2 separate regions of the Mus musculus genome follow, and region 2 is linked to region 1. The links are chromatin contacts, called in public HiChIP or PLAC-seq maps. All regions are on one chromosome and are shown on one strand. The core of a region is the stretch at or near the end of the contact, and the rest is flanking DNA. Distances in the headings are between cores, read along the strand shown. Region 1 holds the start of Slc39a10 (solute carrier family 39 (zinc transporter), member 10). Region 2 has its middle 40 kb from the start of Slc39a10.

Region 1 (5,788 bases), core at 8-2,507:
TGGACTCCCAAGGTCCAGGAGAAATGACTCACAAGGTACTCAAATACTTGTAGATTACGGGAATCCTAACATTACTCTGTACACAGAAGTTCTGCTTTGTTTAGGCTTCCCAATAGCACTGTTAACAATTCTAAGCCTCCAGCTCTTGTATTACTTTTTCTTAATTACCATTAGATACACATCCAAAAAGAAAACATACAAGAAACCTGTCACCCGCTAGTTACCGCACTTAACGGAGACATAAATAAGTTTCTAGGAGACGGTGGGTTGTACTGTCTTTTAACTCATGCTTTGTGTCACTTGGAGCAGACACTGGGGTGAAGGACCCTTCCAAATCGGTGGCGGGGCGTCCTGCGGTGAGATTTCTTCCACGTGCCCAGCTCCTTAAACTCGGCCCATGTGGACAGGCTCCCACGTGAACGCGTCTTCTCAGAAGCCGCAGGAAGCCCTTCCACGTCACGCCACCCGACGCCTCGCCAGGCTGGAGAGTTCCGAAGACCCCCCCCCCCCCAAGGGAGGAGCGAAGCGTGGAGCGGATGCGGACCCCGCGGTGGGCCGGCCACTTCCCTCCGCTCCCAACCGCGCCCACGCCACCCTACACCCCGGTGGCCGGGAACAAAGCCCGCGGCCGCACCACGGTCGCCCCACAACCCGGCTCCGGGACCCGTGGGCTGCGCCACACGCAGTTCCCGCGCGCCCCACCGAGCCTTTTCGGTTGGCCCGGAGCTGAGCGGCCGCCGTCCGTTACCCCCCGCAGACGAGCCCCTGGGACCTGCCTCGGGTCCCGGGTCCCCCGTACGGCGGCCGCGGGAAGCCCGCGCAGCCCTCAACCGGCGCTGCCCGCTCCGCGGCCCCGCAGCAGGCCGTGGGGCGCGGGTCCCCCACCGCCGACGCGGCACACTCGGCTGGCCCCAGCCTCACGCGCCGCTCTCCTGCTCGCCGCCACCGCCTGCAGCAGCTGCGAACACACGCGTCCCAACCCAGAGGCCCCGGTGCCAGCCCCAACCCGGCCGCCCAGCCTCCCCAGCCGTCCCGGGACTCCCAGGCTCCGCCGCGCACGGGGCCGGTTCTGGGGGAGGGAATGTAAACAAATCGGGGTTTTATAGTTACCTCACACTCGAGTGCCGTGTGCATCTCCTCTCCGCTCGGTACCAAACCCCGGCTGCACCCAGTCGTGTATTCTCCAAAGCCGCCTGCGCTATCTGCGTCGCGGAGCCTAGCGCGAGAGCCGGCGCTCTACGCCGACGGCGCACTCAGCCTGCTCCGGCTCCCTGCGCAGCCGCACCCTGGCCGCCTCAGCGCTACGCCGGCGGCGCACCCGGCCCGCTCGGGCGCCCTGCGCAGCCGCACCTCGGCCTGATCGGCGCTACGCCGGCGGCGCACCGGCAGCGTTCAGCCATTCACTTCGCGGACGCGCCTGGCGTAGGAGAGCGGCGGCACCGGCGGGAGCTACACCGACTGGCGGCAACTGGAAGAAATTAGATCTACGCAAATTGCGGAGCTCTGTAGCTCCGCGCTAGTTTTGTTCTGAGAAAGGACTCCTCGGGGATTGGGGGGAGTTGGGGCGGCTTTTAACGCATGCGTGGAACGGCCTTGGTCGCCTCGCCTGGCCTCGCACGTCGGTTGCTGAGGCCTTGGGCTAGCGGATGAGACGTAGAAGCCTGGAGAACGAGCGTCCTAGGCCGAAGTTTCGGAGTGATCAATTAGGATTGCTGATCTGTACACGGGTTAGACATCTATATTAAATTAACTCCGCCCCCTCTGTCCCAGCGACCGTGCCAGTCTCTGGGCAAAACTAAACTTTAGTGCTATGTGCAAAGTGTTTTGCATAACTCCCCCCACCGCACCCCCATTTAAAGAGCACTTACAGTGGGACTTCCCAAACAGAAAGGAGTTGAGTTTAAAAATGTCACGTAGTTCTGGTAGCTTTGGGTACCCATCCAAGGACTTCCCACCACCTTCTCTTACTGGAACAGTTTTACACCCAAAGGCAAGCCCCCCCCCCCCCATCCGCCCAGCAACACCGGTGCATTCATGCTTATATCCTGCCTGTTCTTGGATCCCTTTGCTCACACCGCCATTCTCAATGGCCTCCTCCCCTCTTAAGCAACTAACAACCCACAATTTTCTTAAAAGGAGGCTCGGCAAACTCTTTGCTTCATTATTCATTACTCTGCTTCCTGACTCTTAATTCATGTCTAGGCTTATTTGTATTCTGCCCAGATGCCTGTGTTTCTGTATTCAAGCTGAGCGTATTTACTAGTGAAAGTGAATTCTGGCCTTGCTTTATGGATGAACAGAGTGCATATAACTCTGAGCAGTAGTAATTGCCAGCTTTATGTATCAGGTACCTCCAGCATGCTTTGCGTGTGTATTAATTTAATATTCCTAACAGACTGAAGAATGACTACCCAGGAAATAAAGTCATAGGAAATAAGTAACTTGCCTGAGAGAACCGAGGAGGGGCATAGAAAGCCAAACCTATTCGGTATGGCTACGTGGCCTGTCTCGCTGACTTGAACTCCATGAAAGAAGCTGTTTTGCCTTTTGTTTTCTACCTGTACACGGAACATCTTTCGAGTGCTTAATGAGTGGCTAAAACCACAGTGAGCTTCTTCTACTCCTCTTTCTCTGCTGTCAAAGGAAGACATTCTGATAAGTCCTCAGGCCTCAACATTAGTGGAAGAAGATAGCAGAGTGACCACAGTCCTCAGACCCATGAATTAAGCTGGGGATTACACAAAAAGTAATGACTTAAGTTGTATAGAGTTTACCAGTAGATCCTTTGGGTACAAAGCATTAAAATATCCAATTTGCCATGGTATTTTAAGGCTTCTAATTATTTGATTAAACACATTGTCAATATATATATATATATATATATATATATATATATATATATATATATATATATTTATAAACATTTTTCAAATAAGTTAGAGCCCTTGAGTCAAGTTTCGAGCAGTGATTTGGGGCTATTTGTTTACAAAACCAATGTTCACCTGGTTTGCACAGGTACATCTAAATACTTGGTTAAACACTGAAGTATGACCATGGAGAGCAGTTAGTAGCTACAGCTGTTAATGGGATTCCTCCATACTCCTCAATCTCTCACAGTCCTTTCAAGATTTTCGAGAATTTCAGATTGTGGCAACTAAAGTGCTAAAAGCTTCAGTCACGGTATTATTTCATGTATCTGTATCTGAAATTTAAAGGTAACCGTTTTACTTCTATGAGGCAATATAGTGAATCCAATGAATCTTTTAGTTCTTCCAAGGATTAGGAAAGAGCCAAATATAACAATGGGCATACAAATCACACCCCACCTTGAACTTTAACTGTCACTAAAGGAAGCCCAGGACAGAGGCCCAGCTTCCCTTCTAATTTTGAGAAAGTGCTCACCATCCACAACACAGTTATGGTGGTAATGAAATCTACAAAGGGCAGGAGAGATTCTAAGAAATCAGACCTTTCAAACCCAGTTGTTCTTTTCATGAATCAAGATTAGTAATAATAAATGATTTCTAAAAAAAAAAAATCTCCTTAATACACTTGAATCTAAACACGGATTCTCACATGACCAAATAGATTTGGATCATCCTAGAAAAGTCATTAAGAGAAGAAGGAAGATTAAATGGAGTGAAATACAAGGGACTGAGCACCAGAACAGGTATTTAAAACCTGGGAAAGGAAGGTGTCAGGCTCCTGTAAGCAAGGGTCTGAATGTAGGCTTTAAGTTGAACAGTTATCATTTCTAGAGACTCGGTGGTATTCCATACCTGGGAGTGAAAAACTTAGTTCAGCATCCTTTGTGAAGCTGACTCTTCCATTAAAATAGCTGCACCCTGGTCTAGGCACTGCTAGGAGAAGGGCTTTCCTCTGAGGGTTGCTGAGGCAGGTGCCAAAGCAGAGAAGATGTAGAGCTACCTCAGATTCACGTCAACATGCCCTTCAGAGTAAGATGATCCAATTCATGAGAAAGAGGAGGTTCACTCAGAAGAGTAAACTAAAGCCAAGACATTTACCCCTGTGGCATCAGGAAGCTTCCCTACCCCACCCTATTCTGCATACTCACTCACCCCTGCTAGCTCTTCAGTGCTGGGCCTTATTATTCTATTATTTATTTATGCTGCTCATGGAGTATATATAGTTTTTCAGGCGTTTTGTGAAAAAGACGTTCCAACAAAGCAGCAAATGTGCTTAGATTCTAAGGCTGGAAGGGTGGAAGGGTGCAGGACAAAGATAAACAAATAGCCCACTTCTCTTTCTTGCTCTCAGGCGGCATTTCCCACTCAAGAGTATTAAAATGAAGAAAAACAGGTCTGGTGACCCCCTGCAGAAGACACAGGACCCAGCTGCCACCAGGTGGCCAGTTTAGATCTTTTAAACTTCCAGCTGCACAAGCTAACTTGACTTTCAATAACTCAGCTCCTAGTCCAAAGGAATCAGAAACAAAAGCAGCAAAAATTATCATTAATATCGCAAATCTTAAATGTATTTATGATTATTACACTTCAGTTTAAGGGAAATTACCAACATGAGAACAATTAACCATGAGTTACCATTAAATATCTTAAAAGTTTATTGAGTTAGTTGAAACAAACACTTGTTAAAGATTCATTTTTTAAAATGTCATCACAGGAAAACAAGTTTCAGATCTTGCCCAAAGCTTTCTGGTAATAATGAGAACCATTTCATAACTAACATCTACAGAAACAAGCAAGTCTATCACTTGAGCCAAGATATACTTAGCAAATATTGCCTACTTTCATTTGTCAAAATACTCAACAACATTGTTCATTTTGGGGAAAGCGATAGATGAAGTGTTGAAATGACTAACATGAGTTAAAGTTCATTTGTTATTTGTTAAACTTCTAGAAGACCTTGTTCAGTTGTTAGCACCTATGCCTTCGGTCACAAACATCCAGAGCTGTAGTTCCAGGGAGCCAATGCCCTTTTCTGACCTCCACAGGAACCAAGCACACACACACACAGTACACATATGTGCATTCAGGCAAAACATTCATACACATGAAGTAAGCAAAGCAATTTTTTTTCAAAGTGACATAGTAATTTCTGAATTTCTCTTGCATTAGTTTTTCTTCTAAGTGAAGTAACATGCTTTATTTATTTAAGGCTGCTTTTTTTTTTCTTTATGGACATGCATAAATCAGCACTTCTTTTCATCACACAGGTTGGGAGAAGTTTTAGGTAATTTCCCATGATTATGGAGAACCCATCTGGCAATGCCCAGTAGTGGAGGACTCACAGTGCCTGGCTAGCTTGCTTGTTTGTGGATGATCTCACCCATGGCATCTGATGATTTCATACTCAAGTTTCATTCTAATTATAAGGATAAGGACATCATTTCTCCAAGCAGTCATATTTCATAGTCTGCCTTCCCACCCTAAGCACATGAATATGCGTGGTTTAAAAAGTGTCAGGTAACATTTCAATGTTTTAAATACAATTCATTCCTACTATAACCCTGTAGAGTGGATATCATGGTGCCTGTCCATTTCATTGAAATCCCAAGATGGCAGAACCAGGATCCCAGCCCTAGGTGTCTGACTCCTGAGATGGTACTCATACTTCTGCCTCTAATAGCAAGACTGTGCCAGAAGCTGGGGAGACAGCTTAGCCCAAAAGGTGCTTGCCACACACGCATGGAGGCCTGAGCTTGATCCTAGGAACCCAATGAAAAGCTCAGAATGTGTTGACAAGTATCTAGCCCTAGTGATGGGGTCCATGGGGCTTCCTGGCTAGCCACCTTAGCCTACTTGTCAAG
Region 2 (5,042 bases), core at 2,201-4,700, 41 kb after region 1:
AAAACCCTGTCTTGAAAAACCAAAAACAACTATAACAACAAAATTTACTCACTTAAGACAATACAGTTAAAAGGTAAAACCAGGAAAGCGTATAACATCGAATACAGTAGCTTTTTGGCAGCTTAGCTAATAATTCTGTTATTCTAGCAATAACAAAGAAAAAACTGACAACTGACTCAAACTATTAAAAACAAAACCCCACAATATATAAACACGAGTTCTTTTGTTTACACGAAATGAAGCCTACAACTAAAATTAACTTATATTATTAAAAGTATGCTCTGATGACCAGTTTGTTGGACCTAAAAATACCTAAAACCTAAAAAAAAAAAAAAATCCCGAAAACAAATCGTATTGAGTTGTCTCTCCTTGCATTTAATTTCTCATGCAGAAGAAAAGCCTTGAACAAGATTTAAATTCCTCATACCCTATAACTGAAGAAACAAACAAACAAACAAACCCACCCTGATTTCACTTTCTTTTCTTTTGCATTGGGGTCATGGTTTGCTTTGTTACTGAGAGGTCCTGGCCTGGGCCTTTCTTGCTGATGAGTCTGCACAGTTAAAGTGACTCTGAATTCCAAGGTAATGCACATCAATATTCTCTCTCTGTTATAATTGAGATACTGAGTTTGACAGATGGGGACCATTCATAATTCAAAGTTCTATCACAGAATAGAAGTCTTCTTGCAGTAACAAAGGCTTTAGTTTTCAGATAGAAGTATCCAGATTTTCAAGATTGAGGTTGTATTTCTGCATCAGAACTGTGTGGAATGAATTGTTTGTGTTTCTGAACCCATTTGTGGGTAAATCAGCTAGTCACCACTAACTGCAAAATTACCAGTTGGGTTCAGGGATGAGGTTAGGAGGAGACAAACCACATTAGTATATCTGTCAATATTTGTCTTCCTTACTTTTGCTCATGATGCTGATGACATAGATGCTCTTGACAGCTTCTTAATGCCTTTCTCTGAACTCTAAACCTCCCTCCTTCCTCTCCATCCCCCCTACAGTTCACTCTTGGGATCTCCTTTACCTTGGGTATCATTAAAAGTAATGATTTCATGACTAAAGGAACATACATGTTGGATGATTTTTAAGGCAATCCTTTTCAATAATTTTGAATTATTTTAAAGAACAGTGTTCTACTGACTCTTGTAGGCAATCCATTGCCCACATTTTGGTTTATGAATCACAGACTTTGCACACAGTTTTCCTTCCTGTTTACATTGTCTCAGCTCCTACCAACTCTAATTCTCATTTTGAGAATATATGTTTCTGTATGAACTGATTTTGTGTGAATCTGTTTGTGTGTGATTGGTAACTACTTCTATTTTAAAGTCATTAAGGTTTTCTTCTTGGTACTCATCCTGTGGTGATGCCAATACATTAATACACCCCAAGTTTGCTTGCTGCTACTCTAGAGTATGACACTTCTGGGGTATGTAAGGGGAGGAACTTGTCTATCATTTGTATTAATCTATGTATGACTAAAGGCACTGTTACTCAGAAGTAAAATAGTAAAATGTTCAACTGCTTAAACCACAGCATATGCTTTGCTAAACTACTTAACTGCACAACAAATGAAAAACAAGGAAAACTTACCCTTTTTAAAGAAAGTCTCAGTAGATGCTCTAGGCTGTTTGCCCCTATTTCAGCTCACTCCAGCTCAGGTGTCAGTTACAGAAGTCTCTTGGACCTGGGGACTAGACAGACACAAGTAGAAGATTAAAGCAAATCCCTCCACCTAAATTTGCACCGCTTTCAACCAGCCAGTTGCCAGGGTTTGCATAAGGTTCTTCTCTTGACCAATGCTTAGTAACCTTACCCACGAAGCAAGCATCCTAGGGTCTCTTCTTTTTAAACCTCCAAGTTGTTCTTACTGTTCTTTTTATGCTGGATAATTTTCAGGCTTTATTTCCGACTTCCATATTTAATGTATTTTAATTCAGCCTAGTAATGATCTATATATACATGCATCCATGAGCTCATCTTTCCCTTAGGACTTATACAGGTAGTAAGGACCAAGTTGGCATTTGTTATTACTTTCTGGCAATTACAAGTCTGACTTCATAAATACCTTTATTTCTGCACTTGCATCCAAAAGTTTCAGGAGAGAGTGTAGTTAAATAAATAAAACAAGGACTCCTGGACTTGTCCTTTTACAGTGCCCTGATTGTTGTAAACTAGAAGCACCCACATTCTGACCTTCCCTCTTTTATGGCCCTTCTCCAGCGGTTCCTTTTAAATTGTGAATTATGCTTTTAAAATCTTGCAAGTTTTATATAGTTTCCAACAGAGTGACTTATGCTTTCAATTTGAAAATAATATTTTGTATGATTTGCAGAGTTGGGTAAAAATAGTTTACATTTAAAAACAAAGGATTTGACCATTTATCAGTTTCTTCTTTTTAAGAAGAAGGAATAATAAAAGAGATGGAATAGAATTAATCCCCTGGCCCCAGAGGGCTTAATTGTAAAAGCCTCTTTCGTGGCCATAGCCCTTGAAGAATCTTGAGTAAAATGCTAATAGATCGCACCTTCTAATTCTAACGACTCAGAGGAATGATCTAATCTGATGCAAAGTTAAAAGACTTTAACAGACATTTCTCAAAATAATATCCATATCTAGTAACAGGTATGTGTGAAAAGTATTGTTTAGTATTAGTCTTCAGGAAACTATAAATTGAAACCATAGACACTAAAAACTAAAACCAGTTGGAATGAATAGATAGTATTAAAAAGATGAGAGGAGACCAACACTTCATCTTTAGTGGCAAGAGGAAGAAATGAAAACTCCTGCACAGATGGTGGGAGTGTCAATTAGTCCCTCCATGATGGAGAGCAGTGTGGGGATTCAAACAAAAGAAAACAGAGAACGAGAGAAGAGAGAGAGAAAACAGCCAGAGACATCTAGAAGAGTCAAAACTTAACTGGGCTATGAGAGGAAAGAGAGGTGGAGAGAGAGAGCAAGAGAGGAAAAGAAGAGGAGAGGAGAGGAGAGGAGAGGAGGGTATGAAGAGAAGGAGGGGGAGGGGGAGAGGGAGGAGAGGGAGGAGAGAACCAAGAGAGTTCAGTGAGGCCAAAATAGCTGGTTTATGTAGGCATGAGAAGCGGAGGGAAGGGATCCAAAGTCTCTTGGGCTGGACAAATTTAGGGAGAGGGTGGGGGAGGGGTGGGGGTGGGGTGGAGGTGCGGAGGGGTAGGTGGAGGTGGGGGAAGGTGAGAAGTGCTGATTGGAGAAACAGATACCGAGTGAACCTGGAGGCCAAGCAGGCACTTCTGGTATGCTAATAGCCACCTTTGTCACAGGTTTCTTTGGGAAGTGACAGAGCCTAGCTGGAAAAAGCACTTCTCTGCTGGTTGGCTTTGAGAGTTTATAGCCTCACCCTACTTCCTGTTGGTTCTTTCTTCTTGTATTTGACTCTGAGGCTTGATCTCTCAACTTCCTCTTCATCTACATGCTGTTGTGCCTCCCCCACAATCATCGGAAGCCAAAATAACCTGTTCTGTGAGTCGCTTCTGATCGTGGTCTGTAGTGAGAATTTTGGCTTCCTTAAAAACCCAGTTATGTTATGTGAATGTGCTTTTGTTTTATTCCCAGGTGTGGGATGTGGGGCTGCTTCCGGTTATCCACAGCCACTAACTGATTGTTTCATGCTCCAGGAGGGGTGTGATTTTTGCCAGCTGCAGATGTTTATGTTTGGAATTCTGGGGACCCTTGAGAGGGTATAAATTGGAGACCCTTAGAGTGCCTGTGATGGCTGCTGCTGTCCCTGCTGCTGCTGTCCCTGCTGCTGCTCATTCTGATGCTGCGTTCGCTATGTTTGCTGGTTGGTGATATTCTCAAAACAAAACAAAACTGGATGCTACTAGTCAGCAAGAAGTAGTCTAAAGAGACTTCTAGTCATCTTTTTCTCTTTTCTAGTGTTGGGGATTAGAAGGGATTAGGGTAGAATAAGTGTTAGAAGTGTGGTAGATATAAGAACCCAATAAAGTAGACCGCCTCTTCCCCTCCTCCAAAAATAGCACCTACAATAGTATTTCAACACAATTACAGAAAAGTGACTTGACACATTTGCAAAAGCCAAAACATGGGTGGAGCCAAGCTAAGTATTCACCTGAGATGAATAAATAAAGGAAATGTCACAATGTCATAATAGTATTTACATTGGAAAATTATCCAGCTTAAAAATGGGAATCTTATCATCTATGACAACATGCATGAACCCGGAGAACACTATGCGAAGTAAAATAAGCCAAGTACAGAACAACAAATGCTATGGAGCCTACTTCCATATGGAGCCGAGGAGACTCATTGCTAACAGTAGAATGACAGTGAGCAGATGCTAAGGAAGGAGTTATTGGGAGAAGTATAGCTGTTCATCAGGTCATACAGTTGTAACCAGGCATGGTAGGCATGACTTTAATCGCAGCTCAAGGAGGTAGATAGCTCAAGGCTGGCCTGGTCTACAGAGAAAGTTCCAGAATAGCCAGGGCAACCTAGAAAGACTGTCTCAAATACACTGGAGTAATACACTTTACTAATCTCCTGGAATGTATAGTAACTATAATAAATAATAATCTGTTGCATACTTCAAAGTTGCTCCCAGGTATAGTTAACAGACTTCCTGTACAAAACCCAAATATTAAAACAGTGAATTAATTAGCTTGATTTAATTACTTCATAATATGTACATGTCAAAATATGATTTATTCCATATATTTACTATTTGTGAATTTTAAATATTATTAAATTTTTTTTACAGGGCAGTGGTGGCACACACCTTTAATCCCAGCACTCGGGACGCAGAGGCAGGCAGATCTCTTAGTTCAAGGCCAACCTGGTCTACAGAGTGAGTTCCAGGACAGCCAGGGCTACACAGAGAAACCCTGTCTCAATAAAGCAAACAAACAAACAAACAAACAAACAAAAGGTCCTATCCTACAACAGCTACTCACATATCTTTTCTACCAGCTATAAAGTCTTCCTTCATTTAAATAATCATCAAACACTTCATTCGTAGGGATTTTTTATTTTGTC

What was found. HiChIP or PLAC-seq counts read pairs in DNA pulled down with a chosen protein or histone mark.
Region 2: a contact with region 1 is called in an H3K27ac HiChIP or PLAC-seq map of embryonic stem cells, with 39 read pairs. The contact joins the enhancer-like site here to the promoter of Slc39a10 in region 1. A contact is called at or near these places in 9 of 39 promoter capture datasets (the C10 cell line, embryonic stem cells, hematopoietic stem and progenitor cells and 4 more), 2 of 15 datasets of contacts at CTCF or cohesin (CD8 T cells and the NIH/3T3 cell line), 57 of 484 Hi-C or Micro-C datasets (the 63-12 cell line, 8-cell embryo, the AML12 cell line and 36 more), 22 of 115 datasets of contacts at active chromatin or transcription factors (CD8 T cells, DN3 thymocytes, the HPC-7 cell line and 13 more) and 3 of 9 other capture datasets (adipose tissue, liver and pancreatic islet).

The regions. Positions count from the first base shown.
Region 1 is chr1:46,852,361-46,858,148 of GRCm38.p6, forward strand. Slc39a10 (solute carrier family 39 (zinc transporter), member 10) reads right to left here and starts at 1,258. Exons shown (of 10, transcript NM_172653.3): 1 at 1,111-1,258.
Region 2 is chr1:46,891,196-46,896,237 of GRCm38.p6, forward strand. It overlaps a transcript of Slc39a10 not described here. Among named protein-coding and RNA genes, the nearest start is that of Slc39a10, 40 kb to the left of the region's middle. Within about 2 kb of position 3,451, at least 84 of the 459 cell types and tissues checked have an H3K27ac peak or open chromatin away from gene starts, as enhancers often do. A contact at or near this core is called in the 63-12 cell line, B cells, CD4 single positive thymocytes and 20 more, where this site is marked.